Regions from separate parts of the Mus musculus genome. Here regions 1, 3 and 4 are each linked to region 2. The links are chromatin contacts, called in public HiChIP or PLAC-seq maps. All regions are on one chromosome and are shown on one strand. The core of a region is the stretch at or near the end of the contact, and the rest is flanking DNA. Distances in the headings are between cores, read along the strand shown.

What was found. HiChIP or PLAC-seq counts read pairs in DNA pulled down with a chosen protein or histone mark.
Region 1: an HNF4G HiChIP or PLAC-seq map of pancreatic cancer cells shows a contact between it and region 2. The contact joins the promoter of 4930543I11Rik here to the promoter of Egr2 in region 2. A contact is called at or near these places in 11 of 39 promoter capture datasets (the 3T3-L1 cell line, 3T3-L1-derived adipocytes, the C10 cell line and 6 more), 2 of 15 datasets of contacts at CTCF or cohesin (the NIH/3T3 cell line and large pre-B cells), 10 of 484 Hi-C or Micro-C datasets (B cells, the C3H10T1/2 cell line, Th1 cells and 5 more), 19 of 115 datasets of contacts at active chromatin or transcription factors (the NIH/3T3 cell line, acute myeloid leukemia, bone marrow-derived macrophages and 12 more) and 4 of 9 other capture datasets (adipose tissue, embryonic stem cells, liver and 1 more).
Region 3: a contact with region 2 is called in an H3K27ac HiChIP or PLAC-seq map of microglia, with 6 times the contacts expected there. The contact joins the enhancer-like site here to the promoter of Egr2 in region 2. A contact is called at or near these places in 5 of 39 promoter capture datasets (the C10 cell line, embryonic stem cells, liver and 2 more), 2 of 15 datasets of contacts at CTCF or cohesin (CD8 T cells and large pre-B cells), 6 of 484 Hi-C or Micro-C datasets (bone marrow-derived dendritic cells, bone marrow-derived macrophages, centroblasts and 3 more), 22 of 115 datasets of contacts at active chromatin or transcription factors (CD8 T cells, DN3 thymocytes, the SCID.adh cell line and 16 more) and 4 of 9 other capture datasets (adipose tissue, embryonic stem cells, liver and 1 more).
Region 4: a contact with region 2 is called in an H3K27ac HiChIP or PLAC-seq map of vascular smooth muscle cells, with 5 times the contacts expected there. The contact joins the enhancer-like site here to the promoter of Egr2 in region 2. A contact is called at or near these places in 14 of 39 promoter capture datasets (the C10 cell line, the HPC-7 cell line, the SN4741 cell line and 10 more), 1 of 15 datasets of contacts at CTCF or cohesin (large pre-B cells), 19 of 484 Hi-C or Micro-C datasets (CD4 T cells, LSK cells, Sertoli cells and 10 more), 32 of 115 datasets of contacts at active chromatin or transcription factors (the NIH/3T3 cell line, SST interneurons, acute myeloid leukemia and 21 more) and 3 of 9 other capture datasets (adipose tissue, liver and pancreatic islet).

Annotation. Positions count from the first base shown.
Region 1 is chr10:67,782,462-67,787,003 of GRCm38.p6, forward strand. It overlaps 4930543I11Rik (a long non-coding RNA gene), which reads left to right and starts at 3,282. Exons shown (of 3, transcript XR_380531.4): 1 at 3,282-4,401.
Region 2 is chr10:67,532,876-67,537,089 of GRCm38.p6, forward strand. Egr2 (early growth response 2) reads left to right here and starts at 2,624. Exons shown (of 4, transcript NM_001373983.1): 1 at 2,624-2,655; 2 at 2,758-2,863. The coding sequence starts at 2,765. Gm32255 (a long non-coding RNA gene) reads right to left here and starts at 3,305. Exons shown (of 4, transcript XR_380523.3): 1 at 2,379-3,305.
Region 3 is chr10:67,688,332-67,693,147 of GRCm38.p6, forward strand. No RefSeq gene overlaps it. Among named protein-coding and RNA genes, the nearest start is that of Gm32438, 3.2 kb to the right of the region's middle. Within about 2 kb of position 1,865, at least 21 of the 459 cell types and tissues checked have an H3K27ac peak or open chromatin away from gene starts, as enhancers often do. A contact at or near this core is called in adipose tissue, bone marrow-derived macrophages, macrophages and 1 more, where this site is marked.
Region 4 is chr10:67,744,688-67,749,352 of GRCm38.p6, forward strand. It overlaps Gm40681 (a long non-coding RNA gene), which reads right to left. Exons shown (of 3, transcript XR_871797.3): 3 at 4,465-4,551. Among named protein-coding and RNA genes, the nearest start is that of Gm40681, 31 kb to the right of the region's middle. Within about 2 kb of position 2,869, at least 29 of the 459 cell types and tissues checked have an H3K27ac peak or open chromatin away from gene starts, as enhancers often do. A contact at or near this core is called in the NIH/3T3 cell line, the SN4741 cell line, adipose tissue and 4 more, where this site is marked.

The DNA.
Region 1 (4,542 bases), core at 2,032-4,531, 250 kb after region 2:
ATTCAACTGTGTTCATATCTTAAAGAACCAAATGCTCGCTGTTTCCATTCTTAATTGCACCAGACTCCCCTCTGATGACACATTTCTTCTTTGGAAAAAAAAATTTTTTTCTAGCATTGGAGTGAGGAACACAGATGGGAACCGGTATTTAAGACCAAAGTCACAGTTGATGTCAATAAGATACCACAACTGTGCAAACAAACAAACAAACAAACAAACAAAAGCATACCACAGTCTCGATTCAAACAGTGAAATAGAACCCCAGTTGTTAAAGCAGATCTTCTGAAAGATCAAATTCAGTTTTCTTACATGAAGAACTGTTAGTTCATTCGTGATGGGCAGATATGTGCTGGGCGTAGAATACATTCCATTGGCTATGAGTCCAGGCTTAACTGTCCATTCCTTGAGGATTTTGGACTGGCATATCACTCCCTCCCAGCTCCTGTGGCCCCAGTGAGCTATCCTTGCTCATCCGAGCTCTCATGAGGCATGTCATTTTTCCCTGGTCGCTGTCAGGACTATTCTTTGTCTTTAGTTTTTTATTTCATTTAATTATCTTGTATTTTTGACATGGATTTCTTTCCTTGTTTATTCTGTTTGGGGTTCACTAAGTTTCTCGAAATAATAAAATATGTCTGAGGACCACATTTGGGGCAAGCCATATTTTTTATCTCTGCATAATTTCTGCTGGGCTCTTTTTTGCTGTCTTCCTGGAGGTCTGAGGACTTGAACGGACGTTGGAGCTTTTTCTATGTCAAGTTCTTTGAGGCTTTATTCATTTATACAATTGTGTTGTTTCTGGCTGATGACATGATTTCCAGCATCAATGTATTCTTAAAAGGAATTAGTTTACTAATTCCTTTGCCATAGTCCCAGGGTGGGGCTCAAGAGATGACTCTGTGGCCAAAAACACAGGCTTCACAAGCCTGATTGATCTGGGTTCAATCCCTAGAAGCTACTTAAAGGTGGGCAAATGCCACAAAGCTGTCCCCTGGCCTCCACGTGTATGCCCTGCATAATAATAAATAATGGTAATTAAAAATATGAACTCTAATAGTTGACCCAGAATTAGTAGTGGCAGAGGAGGAGCAGAATTTTCTCCACTCTCTCTGAACGGTGGAAAATTCCTTTTCTAGACTCAAGAGGCAGAAATCTGGAGTTTCTTCTGGACCCCTTCCTGATCCAGCTGGTGTGCACTTCCTGTTTGTGGCTGTGCAAATCCATATCTGTAGCTGTCTTTTGGCCCATGCTGATGGCACTTGCAGGGAAGCATCTAACCCAGGTCCTCACTAGCAAGCTGATGGTAACAGGATGGACTTGCTGATAAGAAAACCTCCCTCGAGATAGAACGCATGGCTTCAGGCACTCGGGAGAACTGTTCCCTTGAGCTGTCCACCAACAGGACTTTTCACAATCCTTTCAGGCACAAACATGACAAGCTCTCTGGCTACCGAGGATGTACGCTCAGGGCTCAGTGTCCATGAGGATCAAATCACAATTGAAGGGTGATGTGTATGTGTGATGTTGGGCACTTTCCTCCTTTAATATTGTTTGGCTCTCTTCATCTTCTTCCTTCCTTGGTGCTTTGGTAAGAAATGTCCCAAATAGTCAGTTGGTAAAGTGTTTTCTGCCTCAGTATAAGGCCCTGAGTTCAGACCCCCAAGACCCATGTAAAAATATGTGGGGCAAGATGGCTGCATTTATCAACCTAACTGTGACAAGGGTACAGGAACACTCCTGGAGCTTTCTGATCAGATCATTTCACCAAATTGATGAGCTCCAGGTACAGTGGCAGACCCTGTCCTAAAGAATCAAGATGGAGAACTGTGGAAAAAGACATCCAGTATTCATCCCTGGACACTACATGTCTACACCACATGTGCACACACATGAACAGGTACACATACACAAGCAACAGACACACACCTCTCTACACACACACAGAGGGAGAAGAAAAGTCAGAAGTAGACTAAATAAATCAGTGTTGTCTGTTTCACCTAAGAGTGATCCATCTGTTGCCTTCAGCCTCAAGGTGTCTTGTGGAAAATGAGGTTCTGGGTATGAAGTTCAAGACCTTGCCCAGGCTCTTTCAAGACAGAGAGCACTCTACCGCCAAGCTCCATCTCCATCCCTCGAATTCCTTAAAGTATCATTTTGCAAACACTTAAAACCTCAGGTCATACATTAAGAATACATTCCATCATCATAATTTCATGAAGATACCTTGAGAGACTCCAGTATCATCATATCACAGATGAAAATACAGATTGGGGGTGTTGTAGTTTATGTGAACCTTCAGGAATACTACGGTAAGCAAAATGGTGGGAGCCCTGCCCCCGAGGACGCCCTCATGCTGAAACCTGTGCATGTTTAATGCAAAAGGACTTTGGAGGGTGTTATTAATGGCAAAGTGTAAGGTGTTCTGGGTTATCCAAGTAAGTTCAAGATAATCACAGGGCTCTTTTCAGAAGGAAAAAGGAGGGCGAGAGCCAGTGTAAGAGGCAATACTACAGACTCACAGTCAGAGATCTGGAGGCTACATTGTTTTGGAAATATATACCATTGTCCAAGCTATACTTAAACCTCTATAAGCTGGGAGAGATGAGAAACAGGCATTTCTTCCAACATGAAGAAAGACACAGTACCTTCCTGCACCCCCAGTACCTTCATTTGAGCATGCTATGACCTGTTTTGGATTTCTGTGCCCCAGAGCTGAAGACACTAAATTTGCATTGTTTTACAGGTGATGCAGGGCTGACTAAGGCCAAAGGATGGTAGGTGTAATCCTGATCAGGAGAGGAGAGCAATTAAGACAGGTGAAATGGTGAGAAATGATGTTTCCATGGCCTCCTTTTTCTCAGACCAATATCCTGTTAACTGTTGCTCTGATCGCTCCTCTTTTTCTTAAGCAACAATCATCTCCCCATTAGAATTCCATAGACACAGGAATGAAGTCATTTTACTGCACGTTTATTTAATCATTGAAGGTGTGTGTAAGGAAGTGGGCAAGTGGAACTCAGAGGTCAGTTTTCTCCTCCCATCTTGTGAGTCTTTGAGAAGTGAACTCATTAGTGTTGACATCAAGTGTCTTTACCCACTGGGCCATCCTGCCAGCCTCCATTAGTCCTTCTTAATCATGGAATTCTGGCTTCTACCCCATTTAATGGGACTACTTGACAGTGTGCTGCATAGTAACTCTCTTAGTCACAGGTTGCTCTGACTGTTACTTAGGAACACCATGGAATCGTACCCACTGGAAGTACTCCAAGCTCCAAACTCCAAATTCTGAGTCATCTGCTTGGGTTATAAAGTCAACAGTCACAGACTGGCCTTGCATCACTGGACCCAAACCTTTGACCTAACTTTCCCGTCTAAGGTGAAGAGAAAATGACAAAGCAGTTAGCTTTAACCCAGCTTATCTGTTTGGCATTGCTGCAAGAGAGCACTTGAGACTTGGTTACTTAACATAAAGAGAACAGCACTTGGCTCAGAGCTCCAGGAGTCCGAGACATACACGACTGAAGTGTCCCTTCAAGCTAGGTCCTTCTGCTTTTTAAAACATTGCAGGATACAATACATCATGAGAGGACACACCTAAGAGAGGAGGAGAACTAAGCCTGGTTCGTAACAAACCCACTGTCATGCTAACGAATCCACTCCCAGGATGGCGAGTCTACTTGTGAGCAAAGAATCCTTATGACCTGGCTATCGGTTAGCCACTTGGTGAAGATCCTGCCAACTAAAATCTAACAGGGAAGCTTAAGATTCCAGTAAAGAGCAGGGAGTAGAGTGTTTCTGAACAGCACAGAGCTATGAGGCAGAGGTACCTATCAACAGAATTAGAGAGCGATCCAGGCAGACACTAGAAGATAAACTCGTTTATCTTCTCACATCTGCCAAGTCATGAAGGGCAGCTGTGTGGCATATCTTCTGTCCAACTTGCTTCCCAATGGCTCGTTCTGCCTTGAGTATAGCAGCTATAAGAGATGGGGGCAATGGTGGAACTAGAGGAAACTCCAAGTGCGAGTGGTTCTATTGGCATTAAGAAAGTGACACCAGATTTTTCTTCATACAGAGGACAGTGGGTCACCAAGTGCTGTAGACCCAGTGAGAAGATCACTGTTGACTCCATAGGAATTCTCGACATGGCTTCTACCTTTTGAGTGTGCAATGCTTTTTGTGTTAAATCATCTTTTTTTCCTACTTTAGGAAATAGAACCAGATTATAACTCACTCCACAGAATTCATATTGCTTCTGCTTGCACCCCCCCCCCTTGCACTTTTAGCATTAAAACTCCTAGGAATTAGGACACAACTCTTCCTGACCCAAATATGAGTGGTTTGGTTTCTGACAGTGGACAGAAGTTTAACAGGAAGAGGACGAGCAAAAACAGAAGGCAGGTTGGTTCCAAGAAGAAAGGCTTAATGAACGGGGTGCTCTTAGAACTGACTTTCAATGTGACAAGGATTTTCTTCAAGCTCCTCCCCCCACTTCAATGCCCCCATCACTCTTGATTCTCTCTGTGCCTTTAGTTTGCATTA
Region 2 (4,214 bases), core at 1,374-3,873:
GAAAGGAGGCGTTGGTTTTAAGCTCTTATCACCAGACTTAACATCTGTTGAATTGGGCCTGGGTTGAAGTAATCGTGCAAATAGTTAACAGCCATTTGCCTGCTCATCTGGTTTTCAAAAGCCAGGTTTAGTAAAGTGATCTGTACGTTTGACAGGATGTCTCTCTGCTGCCCTGACGCATGCTTTCATTTTATACGGGACAAAGCTCACACTCTCGTTTTCTTATTGACCGCCGAGGAATGTACTTCATTCCAGGATTGAAGCCTTTTAGGATGCTCACAAGACCGTTGCCTGTATTTGCTCTCCTTGGCCCCAATGCCAGGCATGGAAGATGATCTGGAAATCTCTACCCACACTGGACTTTCTCTTCACAAATGTACCTTGCTTTCTCCTGCCCCAAGGCCCGTCCTATACCTACATTCTCCCCGAAACCTTCTTTCCAGAGATCATACCCCCCCACCCCCAATCCTTGCATGTCCTTCAGATCTGTGACAGGTGAGGTCCTCAGCTGGATATTTTGTTTTGTTGGGAGCAAACACAGCCACCGTGATGGTGCCTTTGAGTGATGTGCTGGACAAACTCGGTGGGATTCGGAGCTGGACCTGGGTCTAGGTACCATCATATCCCTCAGAGTGTAGCACATGCTGGAATCACGGTTGATCATCAAGAAATAGTTTTAAGACTCTGCCCATCCACTGCTTGAACCAGTACTGATACATCTCTGAAATATGGTCCTAAGGGTCTTGTCCATATTATCTATGCCACTGGGATGTCATTAACTTTGGCTCCACAGCTCTGTCAGGCATAGCATGAGCTCAGCTAAAACCCATAGGTCCTCAAGTTTGTCCTGAGATACTAGGTGTGGGGAGCTATTTGTCAGTTAGCATTTGTCTGGTTTTTAAAGGCCACGTGCTTTGTGCCATCAGAATTGCAGATCTGGTCCTTGCTTGCGTCTATGGTTAAGGGGGATGCTAACCTTGGCTGCATCTCCCATTCTCCACCAGCAGTCGCAGGTGGGAGGAAAATGACATCACATGTGAAGATATCCAAACACGTTTCTTGGCACATCAAAATGCATGTGGTAAATCATTTGACGTGTCTCTTGAGTAACCATCATCCTGTTAACACACTTTGTAGAACAGCTACGAGACCGACCGAAAGAAAGTCCAAAACCACCCTGACAAGGCATTCCTTAGGACCTTCTAGCCATCTCCCAACTGCCCACAGTGCTACTTTACCCTCATCCCAGGCAGCCTGCATCAAAGGAATCTCCTGGGTTTTTTTTGACCTCCTCTGGAAAAAGCAAATGAGTCTGGCAGCAAATTGTTCCTGACTTGATATCTTTTGGAGTGTCTTATTCACATGTAGTGACAACTCTCTCTCTCTCTCTCTCTCTCTCTCTCTCTCTCTCTCTCTCTCTCTCTCGTCATTTGTTTGTTGCATTTTTATCTAAACACTAACAGTTCAAATGCTCCAAAGTAGGGAATCCTGGTCTCACCTTGGTATTCCACTCCCACATCTCAGGGTTCTTCCTCTCCGTAGAACAGAATCACACCCCCTGCCTTCCTCTTACCCCTCCTTGCCTCCAGGAAGGATACCATGGGGTTGGGTTCTCTTAAGACAGCAGCATTAATATGCTTGGTCATTCCTTCCCTGGAACAGGTCTGCAGAGTCGCTACATTGGAATTCTCCCTCTCCCTGAAGGGGTCTGTCTGTAACAGCCCCCTCTCTCTTGCCTTGTAGCCACCCTCTACTACCACCTCAGCTTCACTTTCCTCTGAAATGCCAAAGCAAGATGAAATTGATGAAGTCGGCGTGTTCTTCCCTAATGGGGTGAGCCAGGCTTTCTGAGCACCCCGCATAGTGACCAGGGCAAGGGACTTGGATCCTGAAGACCGGGCAGCAGATTTGAACTGGACCACCAATCACCAGCTGCGAGACTTTAGGCAAGTTCTTTTAGCTTTCCTGAACTTATCTGTCTAAGCTCGCTGGGGCTGGCTTGAAATATGTGCTCTTGATTTTGTTCCATTATCTACGCTGACTACATTTAAAGGTTTGTACTTTTTTTTTAAAGGGGGGAGGAAGAAAGTGGGGTATGGGGGGGTAAGTAAGGCTATCAAAGACTGGTTCTCCTCCGATGTTCTGGAAAGGCTGAGAGAGGGACTGGCCCCGGGCATCCTTCAGAGCCTGGCCTGCCTCGGGGCAGCTAGCCTCTATTAGCACCTGCCTCCCCTCCCCCATGTTTAGCCATAGCTGGGTCCAGCGAAGCTCTTAAGGGTAGGTGAGAGAGTTCTTGGAAGGCTCAGCTTCCACAGGGTTCCCCCCCACCCCTCTCCCCCTTTCTAGACTCCTTGATGGTATGGAACCACTTCTCTTACCCCCACTGTCCTCCTCTGCGAAGGTTGGTAGCGGCAATCCGCCAGCTTCCCGCGCTCCAGTCAGTTCTACCATCATCGGGCGTCTTGCCCTGGGCTGGCTTCCCTGCTCCCCATTCTCTCCGCCGCCCGGGAGCTCCCCCTCGGGGCGGCGCGAGGCGGCAGCCTGCGGGGTTGGCGACAGCGCGGGGGAGAGGGGCGGCTGCTGCAATCCTCCCGCCCACGTGCACCGACGGCAGCGAAGCGCCAGCAGTCGCCAGGGCCCGCGCCTCCCGCGCGGGTGGGTGCTTCACCTCTGGGGCTGGTGGGGGACCCGTAACCTGAGTCCCACCGCCGGGACCTCTATTTGCATAACCCGACCCCCCATTTCTTCCCTACCCAGGCTGGAGATGAGAGTCGGGCTCCCCACCGAGGCGTCGTCTTGCCTGTGGTCAGCGCGGGGGCCGCGGGACTGGCCGGAGCGCAGGCGGAGCGGGCTGGCGCACGTGGTAAGAGCACCACTATTTCTTCCTTTTCTCCCCCCTCTCCCTTCGAAACAGGGCTTTGCAGGGTTTTTAAGAGGGTGGGATACCCACAGAGGTTTCGCTGAGCGTTCTCTCCTGTCCCCTTTGAATTTGATCCCCAATTGGAAAGGAGATCGCGCGCAGAGCACGATCGAGAAACTTTCCCAGATAATGCTTTTGGGCGTTTGAAGTAATGGCGAGGACCATTCCCGGGAGAACAACTTTCACGGTTGGCACGAGGAGAACAGCGCTGCTCAGAGAGCGGCGACAAGCCGGCTCCTGGTGGCACTGGGGCTCCCCTGACCACCGTACTCCAATAGGGCAGGAGCCGGCGCGCTGCGGCCGCGGGCATCGCAGGTGATGGGCGGGAGAGCGCCTGCAGCGCCGCGCTCCCTCCACGGCGTGGCGCCGTGGCTCCTGCCCGCTGGGGATCCTCGCTGCTCCGGGTAGCGTGGGTCAAGAAAGAGAACAGCCTAGCCCGGTCTGAATCCCTTTTCTGCGGGACTTTGAAGCTGAGAAGGGCAGGGCAGTTTCCCAGCTTGCGTCTGCTATCCCAGGCTACGTAGATCCCGGAGCCTCGGGCTTGGGTACCCTGCAGTAGCCAGAGCGCATCGGAAGAGGGCTGGGCGCGTGGGGAAGGTGGGAACCGAGTGTCCGGAGGGCCAGCAGTTTTAGCTCTCTTAAAAGTTTTTGGTCATTTAGCAGGAAGCTTTCTCCTGGAAGGGCTTGTTTATTTATTGACTTATTTATTTGCCGGGGAAAACACGTGTGGGGGCCATGGCTACCAGAAACTGTGCCATTTGTTGTCACTCAGCGCAGAGGAAGCTCTAAGCAAGGGCGTGGGGGGGGGGCTATTCCTGGGGTAGACCTTAGGCGCGGGTGGTAGGATGCACCCCTCCCCGTGGGGGGGGTGCGGGGGGTTGGTGAGTTGTGAAGATGAAGGCAGTGTCTTCCTAGGATATCCTGACTGTCGCCAGGCAGGCAGGCGCACACACGCGCGCTGTCAAGAGGGAGGAGGTGTGTAGTGTGTAGCGTAAGGTGTGTTGAGTGGGTTTGTAAGAGGGCAGCGGAGGAGGGAGAGTGTGTAGCGGAAGTGGAGCGAGCGTGGTGTGTGTGTGTGTGTGTGTGTGTGTGTGTGTGTGTGTGTATGCGCATCGGGCAGGGTGAGTGTCCAAGCCTCCATCTGGTCGCCCCCACGCAGCGGACCGCCCAGACACGCCGGGAAGGGCGCCCGCTCTGAGCAGCAGCTGGAGGGGAGGGGGCGGGGAGAGCGCGGGCAGAGGGAGGGGGCGCCTCCGGCCGAGGATCTTTCTCCCCGAAGCTCCCGCAGCCCTTC
Region 3 (4,816 bases), core at 615-3,114, 150 kb after region 2:
TGGCATCCACACACATGTGCACATGTCCACATGTGCATGCAGGTGTGTGCATGCACACACACATACACACACACCCTCAGGACTTGGATTCAACCCCCTACCCTGCCAATATTTTTTAAAAGGTTCAAAACGAAACAAAACAAAGCAAAACACAAACAAAAACTTTCTGGCAGGGAATAGGAGCACTGCACAAATGGCTCAACAATTCAGAGCACAGGCTGCTCTTGCAGAGGACCAGCGCTCAATTCTCAGTGCTTATATGGCAGCTTTACAACTCTCTGAAACTCCAGTCCTGGTGGATCCAATGCCCTCTTTCTGGCCTTTATGGGCGCCAGGCATGCACATGGTAGCGGACATACATGCAGGCAAAACACCCATATACAGAAAAAAGAAATTGAAAAAAAGAAACCAGTTCTTGCTGAAGAAGACTCTTTTTGATCTTTTTCATGAGCTTGAGCTAGAGCTAAGGAATTCATCACCTCAGTCAAAGCTAGAAAACCTCACTAATATTGCATTTATATTCCTAGGTACCTAGTGGACCTTAGCAATAATAGCTGACCCTAGAGTATTCATTCTCAGAGCAATGATCACCTCCTGTATAGTCCAGGCGGTGTGATGGCATTAAAGACACTGAGACCTAATCTTCTCTTCAGAGTTCCCTCTGACTCGGCATGCATGCTATGACATGCAGAAAGCAGGTCCCTCTCAAGTCAATGGACAAAGAAAGGTATGGGTGCCTTTCTGAGGCATACTCCCTCTACCCAGAACTGACAACTTCTTCCTGACCCTCACAGTGTCTTACTTGAACAACTTACTTGAACACAGTTCTCAAGGACTGTCATTGTTTGAATATGCCTGGCCCGGGGAGTGGCACTATTTGGAGGCGTGGCCTTGTTGGAGTTGGTGTGTCATTGTGGGCGTGGGCTTTGAGACCCTCATCCTAACTCCCTGGAAGTCAGTATTCAGCTAGCAGCCTTCAGATGAAGATGTAGACCTCTCAGCTACTCCTGCACCAGGCCTGCCTGGATGCTGCCATGCTCCCAACTTGATGATAATGGACCTGTAAGGCAGCCCCAATGAAATGTTGTCCTTTATAAGACTTGACTTGGTCATGGTGTCTGTTCACAGAAGTAGAACCCTAACTAAGACAAGGACTAAAGCAGCTTTGACTGGTTTAGGCAACACAAAATCTTATCAATGATTAGTTTGCCAGCCTAACCCTCAGAAAGTCTAGCCAAGAGTGGTTGCAGTTCATACTCATGAGCTATCCAGTCTTTTAGAGATGGGGTGAGGGGCAGGTACCTAAGAGCCAATGATTGTTATCTTCCATAGTGCAGACAGTAGTTAAGTGGTCTCACCCAACCCAGGGGTCATGACCTTCTTCTAGACCTCTTTCAAACTGGGCAGAAGGTCCAGCCTTGTGATTTCTTTGAAAAAAAAAAAAAACCAAGTTTCAGTAGAATGTCTCCCCAGCTTCCTTCCTGCTTGCCCTTTGCCCAAGTCCTTGCCACTTGATCTGCTGGGGAAGATTCCTGTAAACTTGTGTCTTACTTAGACTCGGCTCTAGATGCTGGTTATGTTTCTGGCAATTATGGAAATACCTGAGTGTTGGAGGAAATAAGGCAGTGCAGCCAAAATAGCAGTCATCAAGCTGTCTGGAATGGTCACTAACCAGCGTGCCGTGGCCTTGAATCATGGGTAATATCGGCCCGCAAGGAGAAGCTCTTCCAGGGTTGACAGTCTGGAGAGAGTGCATACCACATAGGAGCTGCCCTGACTTCCAGCTTCAGCTGGAGGCCCTCTGTGTGTCTTGGTTTGTGGTCTCCCATCTCAAGAGCCTCAATGACTTGTCATATCAAAACACAGTGACACTGATTCTCTTGGGTTCCTCTTTCACGGGTAAGGACCCTTGTTATGACATTGGACTCATGGGATAAGCTCGAGTCATCTCCACATCTTAAGGTCAGCTGATGACTGCCTCAATTCTCTATTCCCTGCCGTGTTAGAGATCCAGGAGTCTGTGGCAGGAGCATCTTCGAGAGGATGCATTGGTGGGCTTGCCCACCCAGGCTCAGCCCACGCCCTTTGGGAATACGAATTTGCCTGTGTGCTGTGTGAACTGGGGAAAGCAAGAATTCCTAGGTGGCGGGCAACTGTCCAGATAGAAAATGAGAACTGGGAGCTCAACCTCAAAAAGAACAGAGGTTCAACGTTTAAAAAAAAAAAAATCAAGGCCAGCTGGGCGCTTGGCAAGTCACAGGAGAATGAGGGTACGGAATGGGAAAATTACCCCTGCCTTCTTCAGTAGCTCCTGGGCACGGCAGAGGACATTAAACACTGCTCAAACCTGTGACCCCTCCCAACTCATTACCAACTCATTTAATTCAGTTAAAAATACAACAGCACACCATTTTTTAAAAAAGAGTTTTAAAAATGAAACTAAAACCCATCTTGCGAAAATTTGGTGGGCCTGACATCTGAATGAGCTAGACGATTTCCAAAAGAAACTCTTTATTTATTTATTTTTTTATAAGTAGATACTATAGTTTATCTTGAAACTGGGTCTGGTAGCACCAGACTGTAATCCCAGCTACTCAGAAGACTGTGGAAGGAGGGTGTCTCTAGTTAAGGCCTTGTTTAGACTACAGAGCCAAGTTCAAGGACAGCTTGGACAATTTCACAAAACTGTCTCAAAACTGAAAGTGAAAAGGGGTTGCGGCATTGACTCCGTGGAGAGCTGATGCGATATGCAGAAGATTGTAAAACAAATACATTGGTAAAGGTTAAGTTTTAGGACTTACTGACATAATAAGACACTCAATAACCTTATCAAAGTGTACTCAAACCATCGAGGATAACCTTAAGGTTTCAGCAGAGACCCTCGGTATATAAATATATAGTCTATTATTAGACACAAAATTATTGTTAGCATAACTATCTAGATAAAATTTCAAACTCACTAGCAAGCAAAAATGAGGTGTTGAGGCTGGAAAGAAAGGTGGCTCAGTGGTTAAGAGCACTGACTGCTCTTCCAAAAGACCAGAGTTCAATTCCCAGCATCCATATGACAGCTCACAACTGTCTGAAGTTCCAGTTCCAGGGGATCCAACATCCTCACACAGACATACATGCAGGGAAAACACCAGGCCATGCAAAAAAGAAGAAAAAAATAGGAGATGGTGATTATCAAATGAGCACAGATACAATTTTTTAAAACAAGTTATTACTGTGTGAACTACAAACCTTCTGGAAGGGAATTTTGTAATACAGATCAAGAGTCCAGAAACTTTCTGCGCTTTATCTTATTGAGTTAAATGATTAAGGGTTCTTTGAAATCTTCTCCTGAACGGACGTCTTGAAGTGAACTCAAGAAATCTTCCAGCTTTGAATAGTAAGCACATACTTACTTTTAGACCCAGGAGGACATTATTTTGTCTGCTTACTTATTTCACCTTTTCATTATTTTGTACACCTGGTAGGGGTTGGATGTGGGCCACGGCTTGCATGGGGAGGTCAAAGGTCAATCTGAAGCAGTCAGCTTCTTGACTCCCATGGGCTCCAGGGGTCAAACCGATAACTCAGGCTATCAAGCTTTGTAGCCAGCAGCTTAATCTACCAGGCCATCTCACCAGCCCTATGAAACTATTGTTTCATTCCTATTGTAAGTATTTAGAATAGAATATTTGAATAAAAAAATGTAAACGTGTGATATTCTTCTAGAAGATGTGTGGCATAAAGTGACTTCATTGTCTTAACAGTGAATAAAACCCCACAGTGTGACAGCTCACCTCCATAAACACTTTGTCCCGTTAGAGTGGGCACTGATAAATTCCCACAATTCGTAGAAGTTGGTTATATGCTCGTCTTAGTCATTTATTTTTGTGCACCTTTGCATGTATTTGTGTGTGTGTGTGCATTAGCATTCTGGTGGGTGTGTGCCTATGTCCTAATGAAGCTTGTATGTGTTTATACACATGTGGAGTTTGGGGACAATCTCAAATGGCTCCTCAGGAACTGTCCATTTTGGCTTTTTCTGAGACAGGACCTTTCACTGGTCTGGAAAACAGCACCTAGAAAAGACTGGCTTTCTGGTGATCTGGTAAGATCCCCCTGTCTTCATCCCTCCAGTGTTGGGGTTACTAGCATACACATCACATACACATTACATATGTCTTCAGTATCCCCACCTTCTACCCAGGGGCCAAACTTAGGCCCTCTAGGTTGCAAGGCAAGCATTTTACTATCTATCTCTTCTGTCCCTTAAGTCATGTTTGACTTATAACAGCATCGTTAGGAAAAAGGGGGTATGCTTTGTCCACTGAGAAAACATGTTCAAAGTGTGTTTTTTTTTAATTAAAGGATCAGATAAAATTAAGAAACATCCCATTCCTTAGACCCTTTTCAGATGGTCAGAGTATTTTTAAGCCTCTGAAAAATCTTGCAGAAGATTATTTTAATTTATTTCAAACCAGACTTATTCAAAGTTGTGCCCATCAGAATTCTACCAACATTTAATCTCACGGCTCCACATTCATCAGATACTATAAGAAACCATGGCTTTCAGCAGACCCAACTTACTCTTCCATTTCAGCGAACAACTCTAGAGACCACAACTAGAAGGTGTGAGCCTGGCATTCGTCACTTCTCTGCAACCTTGGAAACATTGTTTCAGAGCAAGCGAACAATCCCTGACACTACTAATGATACTCTGTTATGCTTGCAGAGACAGGAGCCTAACCTGACTGTCCTCTGAGAGGCTCGACTTAGCAGCTGACTGAAACAGATACAGAGACCCACAGCCAAACGTTAAGCGGAG
Region 4 (4,665 bases), core at 1,619-4,118, 210 kb after region 2:
GGAGATGGCCTTTGTGAGATGCCTTCATCTTGATGCCTGGCACATGAGCATCACTTAAGAGACACACAACTACAGCTGTAGCAGTGTGGACTCTACTAGTTAAATGACCGAAGCCCAGGATAGCATTGCTTAGCTGGGCAGCTTAGATCTGAGATATCTGGATCTAGAGTGGATCCATGACCCTTACTTCAGTTCCCTCTAGATCGTCCAGGTCTGTATTTCTCTGATGGGTTCCACTGTTCTGGAACAATCCTTGCAGCATGACAAGGTGCTAAGGCTACCTCCTAGATTAGCAATGGCATCTCTAGAGTTTTCCTAGAATCCTGGAATGGTGTTCCATTGGCCTGGCTGGGTCACACTTCCAACTTCAAATTAGTCACTCTGGCCCTGGAGTAGAGCAATGCCCTAGTTGGCCAGGTCTGAGCTGTATATCCATTGTAAGTGAAGTGTAAGGGAGTGGAAAGGCTTCAGATAGACATGACGTCATGGTAATCAGACACAGGAATGGAGGCTGGGAAGAGTTCTAGACAAGCTGTATCTGCTCCAGGGGCGATTGCAGCCACTGACCTGGCAATTTACTATTTGTCCCGGGCTGTCACCAATACTTCTGTCATCTCTTCCACTCTAAGCTGTACAACAAGTACAGGTTGGCTCTTCAGGGGAAGAGTGCCTACTTAATGTGTATGGGATACTGAATTCAATTCCCAATATGCCCAAAGCAAAATAAGAACCATGGTGGGATATTCTAGGAAACAGCTAGGTGGCCAGGGAGGTGAGTGGGAAAAATCATTGAAAGCAATAATCGGGAAGAAAGGCACCCTGGATAGAAGTTAATTATATATAAAGAGGAATTAGCAACAAAGTCAAGATGAAGGAGAGCAAAGCCCCAATCAGAAGGTCTTAGAAGAGAGACTGTGCATCTTTTGGAGCTAAGTCCTTCATAAACAGCAATGTGGAAGATGCTTTAGTTGCTAAATTACACATACCTCAAGATAATTGTTAAAGACTAACAGGCCATAGGTAGTAGGCTTATTGTACCTAACTATCTTTCACCATGGGTCCTTGTAGCAAACAAAATTTCCCCCATAAGAAATCCTTTTCACAATGCCATCTTCCTGTAAGCATCCCTAAAAGTTCATCCTCTACCTAATGAATTCATAACATTCTAATTATTTTCTTCCTGTGTTCTAGGCTGACAGAGTCTATGATGTGGATATCATAAGAGGAAGTTGGGGGCCATCTCCTGCCTTGAGACACTGTTCACTTGGCAATGTCATTCATTGTGCCTTCAAACAACTGCCTTACCCAAGGGTCAATGACGTGTACAGGTATGTAAATCCCTAAGACAAGGGTGTCATGAAACCAGCTACTCTGGCTTTGAACCCTATATTTTACATGCAATGTGCTCTGTCAATAGAATAATCTGCTATGCTATACGGAGTGTTGGGAAGACTTGGCATAGAAGACTTGTTCATCTACGGAAATGAGAATGTTCTCAGAGATTTATTCTTCACTTAGGAGTCAATGAAATATGACAGCTGATACACTATAGGCTCTGCTCAAGGCTCAGTCTCTCTGTGCAAAACAATTGGATATCGGTGGATAGAGCTGGTTAGTTGAGCCATCTGGTATTTTACTTGAAGAGCATCCAGATCTTGTTGGCCAAAGTCCATGTGAGTCTCATAACTGAGCTGATTGGGCCAAGCCAATTGCTCAGTTTCAGTGTAAGCAGAGTATACATGCTCTCTGTCTTTTTTTATTTCTCTTCTAAAATCATATACCGTGAGTATAGCATAGAGTTTGTGTAGAGTTACATGTGTGTGAGCATGTGGGTATGTGCACACACCTGGGTATGCATACAAATGTGTATGTGTGTGTGTGTGTGTGTGTGTGTGTGTGTGTGCTCGGCTATGGAGACCAGAGAAACATGTCTGGTGTCATTCCCCAGAGGACACTCTTACTTTTGTTGTTGTTCCTTTTTTTTAAGCCAGGGATCTCTGACTGGCCCCCTGCTTACCACTTAGGTTAGACTGTCTGGCAAGTGAGATACAGGGACCTGCCTGCCTCTTGCATCCCCTGGGCTAGCATTACAAGCACCCCTATACTTGCCGCCTTCTTCTTCTTCTTCTTCTTCTTCTTCTTCTTCTTCTTCTTCTTCTTCTTCTTCTTCTTCTTCTTCTTCTTCTTCTTCTTCTTCTTCTTCTTCTTCTTCTTCTCCTCTTCTCCTTCTCCTTCTCTTTCTCCTCCTCCCCCTCCTCTTTCTTCCTCTTCCTTTTCCTCTTCCTCTCCTCCTCCTCCTCCTTCTAATTAATGTGGGGTTTGAGGATCAAACTCAGGTCCCTGTACTTTCAATGTAAACACTTTGCTAACTAGGTCTTCTCCCTACCCCTCCCATATACTTTAATGTAATGAATTTCCAAAGAGAAAGAATGCATATTTCAAATGAAGAAGGTTTCTTCAGTGAGTAGGGGGTGTTCTTAGGAAAGCAGTTGGATCTGATAAATTTGCCACATAGATGCAGAATAAATAAAGTCACCTTACATTTCTAGACTTTATAAATATGTTTTCAAACCATTTGAAATGTAGTCATTCTCTCTGTAAACTACCCGCCCCCCAGTCAGTCAGGGCTGATACCTACGTCATGCACACCCTACTGGGGCAGACTCTCCCATAATGAACACTAATAGAGACACTCTTTGCCTTTGTTGAGCAAAGCAGTCATTTGGTTTATTAAAGCTTTCCTTTATTTTTTTTCTTTTATATTTTGAAGGGTGGTGCAGACCAGATTTCAAAACATGGCTCAAGGAGGCAAGAAACCATTCCCTCAAGTGTTTATGAAGTGAATCACAAATTCATTCAGCATGACTTCTTACCCAGAGAAATGAAGGCAGGATGGCAACAAGCTGAGTCTCCAAGCCTTCAACCTTAGGATCTCCTTGGGAAAGGGTCACAAGGGCAATTATTTTCAGCTGTCCCTGCCTTGCTTCCGCTGGCCATGGAAATCTCCAGGCAGGAGGAAGGCAGCCTCTGCCTAGACCGTAGACTGGCCTAGACAGGGCTTGGAAAGTCGGGATACAGTTTTCCTGAAGCTTCTTAATTTCCCCCATCCCTCCCTGATTGAAAACACCACTTATCCCATTACAGCATGTGGAAAGAGAGGGGAGAGAAGCAGGCGGATCTGAACTCGGGATAAAAATGACTTTATGGGGTTATTATTCTCATCCATAACAGATGACCATTTTCATGTCATTTAGCTGATTCCCCTACAGGCTCACTTGGAGAAATACAAAGTGCAGTCATCATGCTATTTATCTTGAGCCCCCCCCCCCCCCCGACGAGACCCGTGTACCTCCATGTAATGACTGGAGAGCTGTCGCTTGAGTCTTTTCTTGGAAATGTCTGGCCATTTGCTAGAGACCAGTTACCCATTATTTCATCGGCTGCATGTGAAGAATTCCCCTCTCTCACTTACACTGTGGTGAGTTCTAAAGCTTCAGACTTCCTCCAGTGTCTGGGCACTGTCTGGAGACATGGGTTCTAAGGAAATCTGTGGATTCATGCTATTCCTCTTTTTTCAGGTGACAGCTGCTTCTTGCCCGGCAAAGCTTCAGCACGAGCTCCTAAGTACCCCCAGCCATCTTGGATTGGGAGCACTTGGTGAAATTTGAAGATGACCTGTCATTCAAAGGGCACATAAGCACAACAGGTTTTGAATGAAAGAAGATGCTAGAGTAGCAAAAGCTTTGAGCAGGCTGCAGCACCCTAGTCGCTGACATCAGCAATCTGCTTATTATTATATTACTATGCAGCTGGATCTCCATCTGTGGCACTGCTGGCTAAGTATCATTTCCACTTTATGTAAAGAACATGGATTCGGTGCTGTGTCTCCTGAGCTAATGAGTCAGATTTCGAATGAGTCTCTTAGCCGTGTCTATATAGGAACGAGGTGAGTCCAGGCTACGGACCAACTTCCAGGGACTTGGATAAAAGAAAAAAAAATAACTTGACTCACTCTCAGTGTAATCTGGTCAGAAAAGAACCAGAGAGTAAGTCAGAGAATGGGGAACAGTGTATGTTCTCATGGGTTCGCACAATGCACACCCTCTAGTGATTTTCAGAACTGGATTCCTGAGGAACTTCTGACATGAGGCTAGAAAGGGGAAGAAGCATGGGGCCTGTAAGCCCTGGGATGTCCTCAGTGGAGTATCGCAAACTAAACCAAAGAAATCCAAGGCTGCTTCATCAAAATAGGTTGAGGCTGTCTAAGGAAAATCATTAGCTCCTAACAAGTCACATAAGTATACGTGGACAGAAAGTATCTAATACAAATATAGCTGTAGCACAGAGTGTTTACATAATAGGCCATCATCAACTTCCTCTTGATTTTATAAATGAGGGAGGAATCATGACAAATGGATACTTTATTTCTGTTGATAACAGCAGGTCATACATTACCATAGGGTACCTTTTGTTTTTCTGTTTTAGTAGGCAGGTACAAATAAACGAGGAACATGGGTAATTCCCAAGGACAGTATCTAAATGCCACCATACCTGGAGAACAAGAAAGGCCAATCAGAATCAACAAAACAGTCTCTAGGTCCTTAGGTCCCCTGTCACAGAAGAAAATATCAAGAGAAAGGAGCCCATCGCAGCATGTTCTATAGG